Linked DNA regions of Mus musculus: regions 2, 3 and 4 are each linked to region 1. Evidence: chromatin contacts called from public promoter capture Hi-C data. All regions are on one chromosome and are shown on one strand. The core of a region is the stretch at or near the end of the contact, and the rest is flanking DNA. Distances in the headings are between cores, read along the strand shown. Region 1 holds the start of Mab21l1 (mab-21-like 1). Region 2 holds the start of Rnf13 (ring finger protein 13). Region 3 holds the start of Commd2 (COMM domain containing 2). Region 4 holds the start of Wwtr1 (WW domain containing transcription regulator 1).

Evidence for each region. Promoter capture Hi-C pulls out the DNA fragments that hold promoters and counts their contacts.
Region 2: a contact with region 1 is called in a promoter capture Hi-C map of embryonic stem cells, with 4 times the contacts expected there. The contact joins the promoter of Rnf13 here to the promoter of Mab21l1 in region 1. A contact is called at or near these places in 1 of 39 promoter capture datasets (embryonic stem cells), 1 of 15 datasets of contacts at CTCF or cohesin (the NIH/3T3 cell line) and 1 of 115 datasets of contacts at active chromatin or transcription factors (astrocytes).
Region 3: a promoter capture Hi-C map of liver shows a contact between it and region 1, with 4 times the contacts expected there. The contact joins the promoter of Commd2 here to the promoter of Mab21l1 in region 1. A contact is called at or near these places in 5 of 39 promoter capture datasets (cranial neural crest, embryonic stem cells, hippocampal neurons and 1 more).
Region 4: a contact with region 1 is called in a promoter capture Hi-C map of second pharyngeal arch cranial neural crest. The contact joins the promoter of Wwtr1 here to the promoter of Mab21l1 in region 1. A contact is called at or near these places in 6 of 39 promoter capture datasets (cranial neural crest, embryonic stem cells, frontonasal cranial neural crest and 3 more) and 4 of 115 datasets of contacts at active chromatin or transcription factors (the NIH/3T3 cell line, astrocytes, cardiomyocytes and 1 more).

What each region holds. Positions count from the first base shown.
Region 1 is chr3:55,780,525-55,784,602 of GRCm38.p6, reverse strand. It overlaps Mab21l1 (mab-21-like 1), which reads right to left and starts at 2,093. Exons shown (of 1, transcript NM_010750.3): 1 at 1-2,093. The coding sequence starts at 1,609. The coding sequence ends at 530. All of the region lies in intron 41 of Nbea (neurobeachin), which reads left to right.
Region 2 is chr3:57,733,805-57,737,882 of GRCm38.p6, reverse strand. It overlaps Rnf13 (ring finger protein 13), which reads right to left and starts at 1,826. Exons shown (of 10, transcript NM_001113413.3): 1 at 1,683-1,826.
Region 3 is chr3:57,649,382-57,653,459 of GRCm38.p6, reverse strand. It overlaps Commd2 (COMM domain containing 2), which reads left to right and starts at 1,776. Exons shown (of 5, transcript NM_175095.4): 1 at 1,776-1,873; 2 at 1,961-2,038; 3 at 2,687-2,769; 4 at 3,245-3,418. The coding sequence starts at 1,807.
Region 4 is chr3:57,573,653-57,577,730 of GRCm38.p6, reverse strand. Wwtr1 (WW domain containing transcription regulator 1) reads left to right here and starts at 1,855. Exons shown (of 7, transcript NM_133784.3): 1 at 1,855-2,130; 2 at 2,474-2,908. The coding sequence starts at 2,478.

The DNA of each region.
Region 1 (4,078 bases), core at 844-3,343:
TAAAGTACCAGGAGGAAATCTACCTTTAAATGCATCTCTGTTCTGTGGGAAATGTCTGAAAGTTTCCAAAATGGTAATTTCAGTTCTGATCACCAAATCACAAAACACCAATATCCACACTTTCAAAGACAACATGAGATCACAACTTTTGTTACAGATCAAAATATACATTACACTTTGCTTCCGATGGTACATCCGGGCCCTGTTTGCTGGAAGGCAGCCGCACCTAAGTCTCAAGATTACTATAATCCTTTGCTGGAGTTGGCCATGGTCTTGCATTGCAGCCAGCTGTTTTGGGGTGTTGTGCACTTTTCGGGGGAGCTGGGGGATGCCTCCATAAAGATGCTTGTGGTGTGGTTTTTCCCCTGTGTGAGATGATGGTTAAATGTTGTGTTGTTACTCCTTTTAAAGGAAGAGATTGTTTGCACTGTCTCGAGAAATAGTACATAGGAATCAACCAGGAAGTTTTCATTTCGTCGGGACTTTGAGAAGAATGCTCATTCTTGTCAGCCCTGGATTAGATCATCCTCTAAAGTTTTTCCAAACTTTTTGGGTTGGTCAGGATCTCTCTTGCCAGTCGCCACGTTTGTTTAGCAGCGTTTTCCAAGGCCGAGTGGGGTTTGCCTTGAAACAGATCTAAGTTCGGTAAGAAGTAATGGGGACACCGCCGGCACTGCAGGCATGAGATGAGCTGCAGAAGAATTCCGTTCAGCCGATCGCCCAGGCAAGATTCGTCCCAGTCCGACTCTCGAGGATGCTTCTCGCACTCGTAGGACACCAGAGTCTTCATGTGGTAGTTGTTCAGGGGCTGGCCTGGCAACTCCAGGTGGCGATCACGCAGGGTTTTCAGGATAGAGAGGCATTTCTTCCTGCAGCCCCCCATCTGCAGTCTGTTCTCGGCCTCTGCAAACTGCAGCACCCAAGCATCGCTCTCAGCCGAACTCTGCTTGCCGGCCAGGGAGTGGCACTCCTTGGACAACAAATTGAACCCTTCAGCCTTAACCTCTGCCACCCGGTTGGGTCCTGGCCAGGGGATGTGGGGAAGCGGCCAGTGGGCAGCACTCCGCGGCCAAATCCCGGTGCATTTAAAGGCCGGGGTGATCTGCACCACATACCTATCTCGGATTCTCAGTTTCACTTCGCTCGTGTCAGCCACCATCTTTACTACATCTCTGTAGCTACACTTGTCCACCGCCTGAGCCACCAGTGTCTGAAACCTGGAACGGATTTTGCGTGCCGAGAGGTAGCCAGAGGCGGTGATGAATTCCACCCAGAGGGACATGCTCCTCTTGCGCCCATCGCTCAGTTTCAGCACCGCACAGCCAGGCAGGGAGCCGTCGTCCACGAAGTTAAACACCCCCATCTGGTTCAGATAGAGTACCACCTCGAACTCGGTGGGAGAGATAACCTCCAGGCCCTCGTAGCGGTTGTCCATCTCATTGAGGGAGCTGATGAAACGCGGTTCCTGCACTTCAACCTCCTTCAGGACGTCGGAGACCACTTTGCAGACTTCCCGGATGGTTTTGGCGATGGCAGCTTTCCTGGCCTGGCATTTCTCGTTGTAGTACTTATTCAGGTGGTAGACCAGCTTGGCCTGGGCCGCGATCATGTTGGGGCAGAGATCCGGATTGTACACCGGAGTCTCGCAATAGGCTGTGGGATCCAATGCGGCTGCTAGCGCTGGAGCCAACTTCGGTGGAGAAAGGGGACCACGCTCAAAAGGCACCGAGCCTCTCTCGGACTAGCTGCAGCAGGGGGCCGCCCTGCCCTGCTGGCCTTTTTTCCCCCGCTCGAGACTAGCGGGTCTTAAAGTGAAAGGCTGAGCTCTCCCCTTTTCTCCCCTCCGCTAAAGAATCCGTGTCAGAGAGAGACGCGTGGAGAGAGCACCTTCTCGGTAATAAAAACAAAAGTTATGCTGAGACCCAGCAAAGCTCTTCCAGTAGTCAAAATAATCACCCCTTTCCGTATTTATTTACGTTTTCCCGTAATCATGGTGTGTGCAGGACTGTTAATCAGGTAGAGGAAAAGTGTGCAGAGTGTGCGTCGGGGGTGAGTGTGTGTCTGTCAGAAGAAGCTGCTGTTGGTTTGTGTAAGAGCCCAGATGCACTCGTGTGGAAATTATAAAGGCAGGGCCAGGCAGGCGGGCGGCCAATCGCCACTGGGCTCGTCACGACAGCCTCCTCCAGCTTCAGCCCGGCTAATTAATCCCCCCTCGTGGATAGAAGCATAGAAACCAAAGGTAGGAAACTGCTGCCGGCAGAAACCCACCCAGGCCACCTAGACAGGTTGAAAAGCAAGATGAAATCTCCCAGCTTTGGTATAACTTGAAGCATATTGACATTTGGAAAAGACTTGGTGAAGACAAGTGGTTCTCTTTGCTGAAAAGCCCACTTGTCTGTTCACCTCTGATGAGCTATCCAGTTGTACTAATGGTCATCCACCAATTAGCGAAGTCAAAGGGGCTTCTAGAACAAAGTCACTAACTTGCATTTAGAGTAAGGTAATTAATGCCCGTTAATCCCTGGGGTCTTTTTAGTGCAAGTTAGAACTTTGCTTACTGACTGACTGCTGGCTTCAGCTGGGGGAGTTCTTTAGTCTTCACTCGTGTTCGTGTTCGCAGTCAGAATGTTTCCAAACCTTAGGCAGAGTCTCTTCTCTTTTTAACCTAGGTTTTCCCCATTTGCATTTGCTGAGAGGAATTTAAGAAGTATTGCTCAACGGAGTCGATGATATCTACCCAACTAAAAATGGAGCCTTTTAATTAAAACAAGTTCACCTGTTTGCAGTTTCCCTTGTCTGTAGCTAGATTGGCCAGTGCTGAAATACCAGACAGCAGATAGGGCTGTATGCTGTAGTGGAAACACTTCCTGAAGGTGTTTTCTGAGATTTAGAGAAAGCTTGAGTGCCATCTCATAGTGAGCTGTCTTGTAGAGAAGGATCTAGAGAATTCACAGAGATGAGCTTGCTTGGCACTGGAAGGTGTGGCCATTACAGTTTGTTTGCCCCTGCAGGCTTAAAGATGGATCTTCCACCTCAGAAACCCTCAGTGGTGACCAACAGTAGGTTCCTAATCTTATGGGATGTAATAATTTGATTATGAGAAAATGGCTAATGGCTTCCAAAAAAAATAATTTGTAACCATTCAGGTTAGGGATTTTTATTATTTATTTAAGTTTCATCTTGGAAATTTCAAAGAAATGAGCTTTTCTTTTTGGAACCTGAGGAGCTTTTGGATTTTGGAACCCTAGGGAGGGTTTTATAGGTCGCTCTTCCTTCCAGTACCATGACCAGTTGAGTCCTCAGTGCACATGAACTAAAGATAGGGTAGTTAGGGCTTATGTCGTAGTTTTCAGTTCTCTGCCTTTAGTACAAAGTTCTGTTAATTTCAAATTAAGAGAATTTTCAGTGCCCGGGTATGGTAGCACCTGTGTACGCACTGTTAATGGGCTACTGCTGAAGACTCCCACCTTTTAAGCATCACAGGGCCAGCTCTAATTTCGTTTCTTGTTACCCAAGAGTGATAGATTCCGAATTAGATTAAAATAGTACATCACATTTGGCGCTTAGATGGCCTCCTACTCCATTCCCCAAGACCATTCCCTTGGGAGAGGGAACTGGGGACCTGCAAAGCCCCTCCCCAGTTTGCAGGCATCGCGGGTGAATGCGCAGCTACCTTTTGGCAGCTGAAGAGGGGCTGGAAGAGGCAACCCAGAGCGCCAGATCAACAAGAAAGAGCTGTGCGGCAGGCAGGGAGCAGCCGCTGGGGACGCGTAGTTCCCCAGGATGGGGTGCGACGGGCAAGCGCTCTCCCCACAACCCTTGCGTATACCCTACCCCACCCAGCTGTCTTCCTTGGCTCATCTGCTCTCAGGCTAATTGTAAAGCTTTCTGGGTGTCTGGATGACCCCCACTCACATCCATCGCTGCAAAACACTCTCGGTGCCCTTCGCTCTCATCGCCTGCCCGCCCTCGAATGGCCCCAGCCAAGCGTGTGCTGTACTCAGAACACCCAGGAATACTTGGCCCTCACCTTCCCGGGTGAGCGCGCGCCCCGTGCCTCACCCCGGACTATGGGACT
Region 2 (4,078 bases), core at 577-3,076, 2.0 Mb before region 1:
TTGACTTCAGGTAAGGCAGAGGAAAACATACACATATGACTAAGACAACTAACTTTCCCTATACAAAGACTATAGTCTATATAATCAATTCAAGGAAGCATAACTATGATACAGACATATTTTATTTCATTTAATCTTCACAACTTCACCCTTTTTTCATTTTTTTTAACTTTCTCACTTATTGTGTGTGTATGACTTGGGAGGTAAGACATATACCACAAGGTTCATGTGGAGAGCCGAGGACAGCTTTGTGGAGTCAGTTCTCCCCTTCTTCCTCTATGTGGGTTCTGGAAATCTAATCCAGACCATTAGAACTGCAGGGCCAGCTCTACTACTCACCAAACATCTCACTAGCCCTTTCCATATTTACTGATGTCACCCAACACTGGAGGGTAAGTCTAGTCTGATTCCCAAATTTGAAACTCTTTGGAAACAGTTTTTTGTTTTGCTTTGCTTTGCTTTTTGCCTGATTCTACAATATTACACTTTATATCTTCCTCTTGACCCGCATAAAAACAAAAACAAAAACAAAAAAAAAACTATACCTGAAATTAACTCTATGGCCATAGATTATAAAAAGAAGAAAAAAGTCTATTAATGAATCCCTGTGGCCCTCCACACTCAACTCCTATTTAAAGACCACAGTCCTCTGAAATGAATTCTTTTTGACCCATTAAAAACTGTCTTTAAACAAGGCTTGATGGCTAGTAATTCCAGTACTGAGTAAGCTGAGGCAAAAGAATGGAAGTCTGAGATCAGACTGGGCTACATGTAAGGACCATGTCTCAAATAAATAAACAATGACCCTGTGGCCAATTAAACTCTCAAAAGTTCTTCCCTAAATCTTTAAATAGCCTGTCTCTACTGGCTCTTGGGAGGCACGGCCACTTTACTGTATTGTATCAGAAAGTGCAGCTGTCTTCTGGGCACTGCTGAAAGGAACGCAGTTTCCACTGGAACTGCTGCATCACTGGTAGAAAACAGTATAATCCAGGCAGGTTTGGGGCAGACATCAGCCTATAGCAGCTGCCCACGGTGCTGAAATTGAAGATTAAAATGGGAGTTATGGAAATTAACTACTGCCAGATTAGAAGAAAATAGGGCAATTGACCATAAGCAAGCAGAGAACATGCAGCAAAGTTGTTTCCCTCTCAGGGGCAGATCAATTCAATAAGCGTCCTTGCAAAAAAGTTCGGACTTCCAACATTGGGTAGGAAAAAAAAAAAAAAAGGCAGTATGTGGCCCTAGCAAGGTCACGTCCAAGCCTGTGAGCTGAGCTTTTACGGAAGGAAAGGGGAGTGGGTGAGAAAAGGAAGGAAGCAAGCGATGAGATTTTCTTCTTCTTCTTTTTAAAGACAAAACAGCCCGAGAGTATTTTCGCCGAGGACTTAAGAGGCAAGTCCTGGACTAGAGAAGTCTTCCAAGTATCTTTCCAGGCCACGGGGACCTCTGGAAGGGGCCGTGGGAAGCAAAATCCATAGCCCGACAACTTCAGATCTACCAGCCCGCAGGATGGGATGCTAAGGACTCCTCTCCCGCACGGGCCTGTGCTGTCACTGCACGTAGCAGAGGAGCCCGACCGTCCCCACCTCGGGCTACCGCACCCAGGCCGGAGTGGGTGTGTTCTCCCGGCCAGGCCCGACAACCCCCGCCTACCGCTGCGGAGCCACGCTGGTTCTTACCTGAAGTCCGCCCCCGGAACCTAGGCTCACGGCCACCCAAGAGAAGTCGCTACCCGGACTTCATGACTGAGTATCCGCACTGAGCCCCTACCCAAGCAAGTCGGAGAAGGGACCACAACAGCGGGCAAGCGGAAGTCCCGCCTCCCATGCCTCATTGGCCCATACTCGGAGGTAAAGAAATATTATTGGGCTGTGATGTTGCCCGTCACGGCCCCGCCCCTCTCGCGGAGTCGCGCAGCCTGCCTCTGCTGGGTTGGGAGAATTGCCCAGTTTTTGAGTGTCGTTCTGAACCGCGTGATACATCATCCCTATTAGGAACGGGGAAGATGAGGGAGGGACGGCTTTTGGAAGCCCTGGGTGCGGTGGAGAAGCCACCCTGGACTGCCCCAGCCTGATCCGCAGATGATTGGCTTGCAGAGTGAGGCCCTAGCGAAGGCTGTGTGTCTGAGTGGCCCGCAGCGATCCGAGGCCGAAGAGCCGCGAAGTGTCTTGCACCCTCCCGGGAGAGGGCCGATGAGGGCGGGGAACTCCGGGTGACGCCTTGCGCTGGAATCCAGGTCGGGTTAGAACTAACCGCCCGAGGTTTATGCAAGAACCACGAGGCCTGGCAGGGAGCCGGGCTGATCAGCTCACTGCTTGACTAGCCAAAGTCCAACCACGCGATTCAGTCCTCAAAACAGCCTTTCAAAAACCATGTCACCTTTTGAGGAACGAAAATCTCATCCCTTGAGTTCTCATACTTTTTCACCCCCTAGTCTGAAAAAGCAGAGTTCTTGGATTGAAATGACCTATTGGGCCATCAACATTAACAGCTCCTAAACTACTGCCTTTTGTTTTTAATGCGGTTTGATGCAAAGATTCTGACATGCCCTAATCGAACTGGCCCTAATAAAGCATCTTTGAGGCCCATACTGGCATCAAATATTTAATTAACATGTTTGGATTTTGGTTGTGGGGGGAGTTATTACAGGAATGTAAGTTGTTTATAGCCTCGTTTGCTTCAGGAGCCCTAAGTAGGTGGGGAACAAGAATAGAAAGATTTCCTATTCTTTTTTCTTGTGCCTTTTAAACTAGAATCTACTCTAAATACCACTCAAGCAATTTAAGAAAACAAATGTAAGGGATTGAAGATTGAGTTCACAGTCAGCACCCAGAGCACTTGCCTAGCAAGCACTAGACTCTGGGTTACAGAAAAGGGAGGGAACAAAAAAGAATCAGATTAGAATAATAAGGACCATCAAAAACATTTTCAGCTGCATAGCCCATAATTGTATAGTTAATGTATTTTTCATGTATTGGGAAGAAGACATTCACAACTATATAACTGTGCTTTGACAAAGTCATGAAGGTCGAGATTGGGAATATTGTTATGAAGGCTAGAGTACTATACAGAGAGGTGCTATATCTTTTGATGCATCTTTAATTAAATTCTCTCAAAATGGTTTTCTATATTAAATTAGATTTCTTCCATAATATAAAAGTTTTTTTAAGGACAAAAAATAAAGCCAGTTGCTAATTCCTTAAATAGAAACTCTTAAGAAGAGAACATTTTGCTTCTGTATTCAGTCTGCTCTGTAATCCATGGTAAATATATAGTTCTCTCAGAAATAAGCAAGGTAATGTATTTGTGTTGCACTTGGGCAGACTAATGGTGATATATATATATATATATATATATATATATATATATCCCTTGTATTGAATGAAGGCAAATTAGAAGATAGAGTGGAAAATAATATTTTCAATTGTCTTTTTTTCGAGAGCATGAAAATTTTAATAGAGTATATGATGATAAGAAAAAAAAAACACCAATTATTCCCTCCTAAAATCCAATCATCTGGATGTGATGGAATAGGCCTAAAATTCCAGCACTCAGGAGGATCTAAAGTTACAGGGCCTCTTTAGCTTTGTAGCCACTTCAAAGCCAGCCTAGGAAACATAAGACTGTCTTATTTACTATGACTGTGTGTTATAACCAAGGCAACTTATAAAAGCAAATGTTTAGTTGGGCCTTTGGTTTCAAGGGTTTATTAGCCAGGGTTCTCTAAAGTGACAGAACTTATAGAATGAACATATATGAATATATCAATATATGTGGGATTTATTAGAATGATGTAAAGGCTGCTGTCTAGCTAATCCAATAATGGCTGCCTATGAATAGAAAGTCCAAGAATCCAGTAGGCTCAACTGTACACACTGGGATCCCTAAGTAGGCTCTAACGCCAGTGTAGGAATGGACTCACTAGCAAGGTGAGAGCAAGCAAGCAAAGGGCAAAAGCTTCCTTCTCCCCTGTCCTTCCATAGGCTTCCAGCAGAAGGTGTAGCCCAGGTAAGAGGAGGGTCTTCCCACCTCAAAAGATCTGTTTTAAAGATGTATCTTCCCAACTAAAAGATCT
Region 3 (4,078 bases), core at 527-3,026, 1.9 Mb before region 1:
CTGCCTTCATCCTGTGCCTGCCCTTTCTGTTTGAAATAAAGAGTTCCATCCGTTGAGGTCAGACTGGTCTATTTCCTGCCTCTATAAGCTGTTTCTTTAAGCTGCCTCGGAAATCTAATGTTGTGCTACTTCAGAAATCTAACATTGGTAGTGGAATCCTTACTTCTACAAGGTTCATGGCTCTTGTATAGGTCTACAGTAAGTACCAAGACTCTTTTATAGGTGTAAAAAAAAAATCAAGATATCTTAGTCTTGGGCAGTAGCCAGCACTGAAGATACTAAATAGGCAGGTATCCAATTCCTCACCCCTTGGTGATAGACAATTGTGTAGTTCCTGGGCCTGGGGTAGTTGAAAACATTGGCTCCCTAGAACTCAAGAACTCTTTGATTATTTCTAAAATAATTTTTATGACATTAGGAAGAGACAGAGAGTGAGAAAAGGGAGAGAGGGGAGGAGTGAGTTAATATGTGAACACATGTGCCTCAGTGTACGTTGGTGAGTCAGAGAACAACTCATATGTGTTGGTTTTCTCTTCTACCGTGAGGGTTCCAGGGGTTGAACTCTTGTCTTCAGGCTTCACAGCAAGCAGCTTTTATCCACTGAGCTATCTTACCCACTCAGCTATCTTACCCACCCAGTCTGTTTGAATCTTTACCATCTTCTATCCCTCTTCAGTTCCTAAGAAACTGGTTATTTTACGTTCCCCGCCTCTCAGCTCTCCCTCTTCTGCTGGCAAGAGTCAGGCTGTGCTGTCACTTCTATGGCTTGATGTTCAGAATGCTCAGCTGTCGCAGCTGCTGCCACATGGCTGCTTTTATCATTGCTGCTATAGCACTGTATCTGCTTCCAGAAGTGGGCAAGAAAAGACCCCTAGAGAGAAGCCTTTTATTGAGTCCAAAGTTGTAGCAGCAAGGGATACAGTGTAGGGTGTGTCTATCCCTACCTGCTCATGAACTGAGCAGCCAGCTTCTAAATCTGAAGAAATGGTGTTTGCACCATTTGAAGCAAACCTCACATGTAAACAAAGGTATGTTTGGTTAGCATCTTCCCTTTTGTACTAAGAAAGTGCTCCCTTTCTTGCCTAAGTGGACACGTTCACAGGCTTATTTAGGGATCATGAAGGCTTGTGATAACACAAAGTCCTACACAAACTGTTCAAAACTACCCTAGTTGGGGCTGTATCTTCAGAAATTAATGCAAAGACCTCTGCTCATAGTGTAGTCATAGTGTAGTTTCTTCAAGGTATTTGTGGAGTGTACAAAATAGTCACTACATATATATTTATGTATATATACATGTAATATACGTATACATATATACATATATATACACATATATATACATATACACATACACATACATATACATGAGTATATGTATATACATATACACATATACACATACACATACATATACATATACATGAGTGTTATATACCCAAAACTAGAGTTAGTGATGGTTGAGAACGTGAGTACTGGAACCGAATCTGGTTCTTCTGCAAGAGCAACAAGAGATCTTAACCACTTAACCACCATCTCTCCAGCACTACATATTACACTTTTGCAGGATGGCTCATGAATGAGTGGAAGACTTGTACCTTCAACTCTTTTAACCAGCGTTCACTGCCTACCTTCACTCCTATAGAGTGAACCGGACGATACCGTGCTCCTAGGACTGCCAGCAACCGGAACCCAAAGCATGGGCTGTACCGCGACGCCCGCCGGAACTTCTTTTTGCCTGCACAGAGGTCGGAAGTGGTGAGGGCGGGGCCGGCGCCGGGTGGCAAAGTCTGAAGAGCCGCTAAAATGCTGCTGGATTTGTCCGAGGAGCACAAGGAGCACTTGGCCTTCCTGCCGCAAGTGGACACTGCAGGTAAGTTAGTGCTTGCGGGGTGCTTGCGGCGGGGACAACCCGGGGGACAGCCCGGCACTCACAGCCTGCTGCTGACTTCCGTTGCAGTGGTCGCCGAGTTCGGGAGGATCGCCGTGGAGTTCCTCCGACGGGGCTCAAACCCGAAGATCTACGAAGGCGCCGCCAGTAAGAAAGGGGGAGGACGGGCTCTGTCTGTGGAGCTGGAGAGTGCGATCCATTCTCTTTCTCCGCAGGAGTCTTTGCAGGTCCTAGGGTCTTGTTCCTTGTTCCTCTTAAAACCCCGCAGAGCAGTCAGTCAAGGCGCACACTGCAAGGAGCTGCGCGCTTTTATAACTAGTGTGGAACAAATATCTTCATATTTAAAATGAATACAGTGCCACCTGCCTTTTAGAAATATTCTGGTGCTTAATAAAATACCGCATGCTGAAGAAGTGGAACTGTCATCGAAGTGTTTAGTAAACATTTGCTACCCAGAAACTGCTTTTTTTCTAAGCTGGGGGGGGGGGGGTGGTGGTGGTGGTGGTTGAGATTAAGAACATCTCTACTGACTTCTCCTTCTGCCTGGGTTGAAGGGGCTTTGTGTGTCTGTTCACAGGTTTGTGTTTTGTTAGGCTGACTTGGAGGGAAATAGCCAAGGCCCCTGTTAGTGGAGTGGGTTAAGAAGGAACAGTAGTCTCCGCTTAACTCATTTTTATTGTATAGTTTGAAAACAGAGCAATTGAATGTGTTTATTTTTAAACAAATTGATAATCTGTTTATTTCTTCACCACCCCACCACCACCACCACCACCACCACCACCACCACCACCTTAGGAAAACTGAACGTGAGTAGTGACACTATCCAGCATGGTGTGGAAGGATTAACGTATCTCCTCACCGAGAGCTCAAAGCTTATGGTAAGACTTCTGAGAGCTGTATTGTATCACCCAGATCCTTTCAAACTGGCGCCTATTACAATATTTCTAACTCATAATCGAATTTGTGCAGTATACCAAAACAGTGCTATTGGCGTTATCTAATATGAATTCCTCTTGCCGGTTTAAATTATAATTGTCTCTATTTCTGCATCATGTGCCATCACCCATGTATGTCAGGAGATGGGAGAATGAAATATTGCATTTTTAAAAATGTATCAGCAGTCATTATCTGGCTTGATGGAAAAATATTAAATAAAATTAGGCATCTTAATTTCTTTCCTATTTTAATAAGGTTATTTTGTATATTAGTAACTTGGATTTCAGAATGGTGGGTCTTTAAGGAATGTTCTAAATAGAATTAGAGGATATAATGTACTTGTGTGTGTAGAAATGGTTTAGCATTTACTAGACAAAGATAAATTCCAGTGTTCTGTTGAACTCAATTTACCTTTAGATTTCTGAACTGGATTTCCAAGACTCTGTCTTTGTTCTGGGATTCTCTGAAGAACTAAACAAATTATTGCTTCAGCTCTACCTGGACAACAGAAAGGAGATCAGAACTATTCTGAACGAGTTAGCACCTCGTCTTCCCAGTTACCATAGTCTTGAGTGGCGGCTAGATGTACAGGTATGGCTTTTCCTTTTCTTAAATCTGTTATTTACCAACTTAACCAAGCTCTGGTGTGAAAACGAAAATGTAGATTTTAATGGTCACTTTGGGTCATTTCACAAGTAGCTCATTTCCTTTTATTTCTAATTTGATTTACTGAGTTTAATTTGCAAAGGTTTTAAATTTGTTTTTATTACATGTGTTTACTTAATGTATGCGTACATGAATGTCACTTGTGTAGAGGTCAGAGGACAGCTTTCAGAAGTTTGTCCGAAGGGACTGAACTCAGGTAGTCAGGCACAGTAGCAGTTGTGCAATCTGAAAAGTTGTTAAGAAGTCGTTTAGAAGAAAGTATGGTTTACAAAACAGACTTGTTTGTTTGTGTTGCTTTGGTTTTTGGCAATGCTTAGTTTAAAAACACAGTTCTCTCTTGTACACAAAGAAAAGTGTACAAGTCTGTGTACTCAATATCACATAGTCACAAACTCAAAATAGATGTGACCGTGACCAGGACCCCAGAGACATCTTTTTTTTTACCTCCTATTAATGATTGTTCCTTCCCTCCTCTCCAAAGGTAACCACCATCGGAAGTATTTAATGCAGTTTTTTTTTTTTTTTAACTCATTTTATCTGTGCACACATGCAGTGACTGAGGCAATCCTCCTATATAGGGCCGGG
Region 4 (4,078 bases), core at 606-3,105, 1.8 Mb before region 1:
AAAAAAAAAAAAAAAAAAAAAAAAAAAGAAAAAAAAAAAGAGTCAGGGTTTAATTCTGTATATGGGAACCATCACATTTGTTTAGCACTTATTATTACTAGGGAATGATCCCAGGCAAGTGCTCTGCCACTGAACTATAGTCCTAGCCCAAAGCATATCTTATTATCTTTAATGAACGGCAAAATTTTATATATGCCCAGGAATGAATTATTTTAAAATCAATTTATGATTATCAGTAAATGTTTGATTCTTACCTATTTTATACAAATATAGATTAGGGTCAGATAGATAGTTTTTCAGGCAAAAAGGGGTCATGATTGAAAAAGTTCAAGAGGCCTTAGTATAAGACCACTTGCCATTTTGGGAAAAGTCTGTAAGGGACCTGGAGTCACAGCTCATGTATGGGTACTGGGATAGGACACAGCTAATCAAAGATGGTCTCAAAATTAAAAAAAAATGTGTTGGGGGCTCATGTGGGGGCTAGAGTTGGTTCTCTCCTTCTACCATGTAGTGTGTGGGATTCGAACTCAGGTTGTCAGAATTGCCTGAAAGGATCTTTTCCAGCTGAGCCACAGTTTTGTTCTCTCTTCTGTCTTAAAGTAAAAATGATGGAGTGGCTTGCATTTGTCCCTTCACCTTGCTGTTAGGTCACAGTTGTCTTCATTTTCCTGTAGCACTGTCAACTGTGGATTTAATTTTGACTTTTATGTCTCTCTTTAATATGGTGAGGCACAGTGCCTGCATTTGATACAATTCTGCTGACAAACTTCCATGCAGCCTTGGCTAAGCAAAGTGCTTTGCGTGTATTGCCTCATTTAACCTATCTAATAAACTTGTCTATTAGAATCTGTGGGTCGGGTAGGGGCTTTCTGGAATGTAACTTAAAAAGCAGCCACCCTTTCTTGGAGAGAAGGAATAGTTGAGCAGCTGGCAGTGGGAAGGGCAAGGCCTCCTCCCTCTTCCCGGCAGCTGTCTTACCAGGCCAGACCTCCTCTCTCCAAAGGCTGGGGTCTCCACCTCTGGCCCATGTCCAGTCGGGTGGGAGGCTGTGTGGCTTTTTCCGGGTCACTGGCACACCCTCTCTATCCTAGCCACCTGCCCCTGTTCCATTCCAGTTCCAGGCTCCCTAGAGCGACCCAGGGACATTCCAATCCTCCCACTACCCTCGCAAACGCCGCGGGAGGAGGGAAGGGGGCGCAATTGCTTGGCCTTCTAGAACGCAGCTTTGTCTCGGCCTTCTAAGGATTGATGAAAGGCTTGAAAGTTGGTAGTTTACAATCGACTCCTCGGTGAAGCCGCATCTTCAGCAACAGCGGCACTTTTTGGGAAACCGTCTCGCAGACAACTGAAAGCCAAACAGCCAAGTTGTCTCCCCAGCAGACCAAATATGGTCACAAGCGTTAAGCAGCCTTCCGTGGAAAGTCTGGCCTCGCGGGTGTCTCCCTGAGCCAGGGTGCGCCCCGGTCCGACCTCTGGCAGATCCGCGCCCCGTGCCACATTCCGGGTGCTGGGCGCTCCCCTTAAGACGAGGGCAAGCGCTCAGGACAGACTCATTCTGGGCCTTGGACCCTCAACCGAGGGCCCTCCGTTATTCTCCGATTTGGTTTTTGTCCATAACCCCTTGATTTAACAGGCTTGAACCATTTTCTCTTTGATCCCGCCCCAAGTCAGTGGTAAACTCAAAGGAATGCAGATAGGCGCTCGGCGGGAGAGGTCGGAGCGGCGCGGCGGGGCGGGGGCACGGTCTCTCCCGAGCTGCGAAGTGCCCAGCCCACCCCCGCCAGCCGGGCTAGGGTGGGAGGAGGAGGAAGAGGAGGGGCGTGGGGCAGGCTGGCTCCGGCCAGGAGGTCATGCATAATTCAACAGCTCCACTTTCGGCCCGCCTCTTTCCTAAGGGTGGGAGTTTGCTTCAAACTTTGTTTATGGGACAGTCCGGGAGCCGCGGCGGCTGCGCTCGTCTACGTCTTCTCTGTCGCCTCCTCGCGCAGTGGGAGCGCCCGAGGCCGGTTCCGGGGATGTAAGAGGATAAGCCTTCGGCTGCTGGGAATCCGCTCGGGATCTGCCAGCCGGGACCGGGTTCCAGCTCGTCAGTTCGGGAGGCGCCCAGGCTTGGCTTCCCCGAGTCCCCAGGTAGCTCCCGCCGCGCCCCGCACCCTCTGTGGCGTCCGGCTCTTAGACGACCGCAGTCGGGACGCCTGGGGTTGCCGGTGGGGGTATTGGGCAGGGGAAGCTGCGACTGGGTCTGGTGCAGGCACCCCCCCCCCCCTTCCTCCCGCGGCTGCCTGCTCAGGGGAGCTTCTCTGTTGCGGGAAAGTTGCATAATCTCGGAGGCCAGGGGCGCCCCCTCCCCCACCGGCTGGTCCCTGGACCCATACCTAACTGTCTCTAGGTTCTCTCTGTCCTTCCCCGGGACTACCCCCTCCTCCTCTGACTTGCACCAAAAGGCTGATCTGATCTTTCTTTTTTCTTGTAGAAAGATGAATCCGTCCTCGGTGCCCCATCCGCTCCCGCCGCCAGGGCAGCAAGTCATCCACGTCACGCAGGACCTGGACACCGACCTCGAAGCCCTCTTCAACTCTGTCATGAACCCCAAGCCCAGCTCATGGCGGAAAAAGATCCTCCCGGAGTCCTTCTTTAAGGAGCCCGATTCCGGCTCGCACTCGCGCCAATCCAGCACAGACTCATCAGGCGGCCACCCGGGGCCTCGACTAGCTGGCGGCGCGCAGCACGTCCGCTCGCACTCGTCGCCCGCATCCCTGCAGCTGGGCACCGGTGCGGGAGCCGCTGGAGGCCCTGCACAGCAGCATGCACATCTCCGCCAGCAGTCCTATGACGTGACCGACGAGCTGCCGTTGCCCCCCGGGTGGGAGATGACCTTCACGGCCACTGGCCAGAGATACTTCCTTAAGTAAGTCTGCCGGCAGTCAAGAGGGGCAAAGTTGTGATGCCCTGGACGCTCGTGTGTTCGTGGCGTGTGTGTGTGTGTGTGTGTGTGTGTGTGTGTGTGTGTGAAAGAGAGACAGAGACAGAGAGAGAGAGACAGAGAGAGACTGAGAGACTGACTCTTCCAAGGTGCTTCAGAGATCTGCTAAGATAAAAAAGTAGGGGATGAATCTCTGGGAGTTGTACTTGACTAGAACAGAGAACGTTTCATGAAGTGGAAACTGCTTAAGCCCTAAGAGATCCAGGCCATTGGAAAACTTAAACTTGGGGAAAGGAATTTTGAGCGACTTTGGCCTAAATCTGGGTCTTAGGCCCTTAGCGCCTTCACTTAAGTTAGCTAGCTCACAGCCAGGTGAGTAGGTGGTCTGGGTTCTTCAGTCACTCAGGAAAAGCAAACCGGAAAAGAACACAGTGCCTGGTGGGCTTTACCTCTCCCAGCTGATGACGTAATGACCACACAGCACAGTAATGTAATTACCAACCGCACTGTAAAGTAGTTATGGGCTGGACCAACAAATTGTGTGGAAATTGGGTCAGGAGTCTTATGTTACACTTGGTAACCTAAAATACCGTCACGGCAGGGCAGTAGTGTGCGTTGTCATCCTTCATGCCCTATCTGCCTAGCTTTTTGAGGTTGTGAATTTTACATTAGATCCAGCTTTTTGAATTAGATCGAACAGAGAAATGTATTCTCAATTGCTAGAGGGAGTTCTTGAGGGAAAGCCGGGGCTGGCACTTGAATTGTTATCAGAACCAGTGAGGTCATAGGGGTCAGGTTAGAAAAGGCCTCCGAAGAAGTTGTGGCTGAGCCATTGGTGTAGAATCACTTCAGCTCGGCTCGGCTGCGCTGCCTGCCCAAAGGGAAGACATCTAAGAACTTGTCTTAAACTTCATCTTACAGCCCCGTTCCTTTGCTGAAGTAGCCTTGCTTTGAAAGGCTCAAATGTAAGATAGCACGTACTATTTTAAAAAATGTAATGCCAAGCTCCTCCTTGGCATTAACTATCTTTGGTCCTTTGATTACCCTCTAAGAATGAGCGGATGGCAGTGGATGCTGTGGGCATATCTGAGACTCATCCTGGTTCCCAGCTCTTCCTCATCCCAAAGCTGTTGACATCACGTGCACTTACTTAGT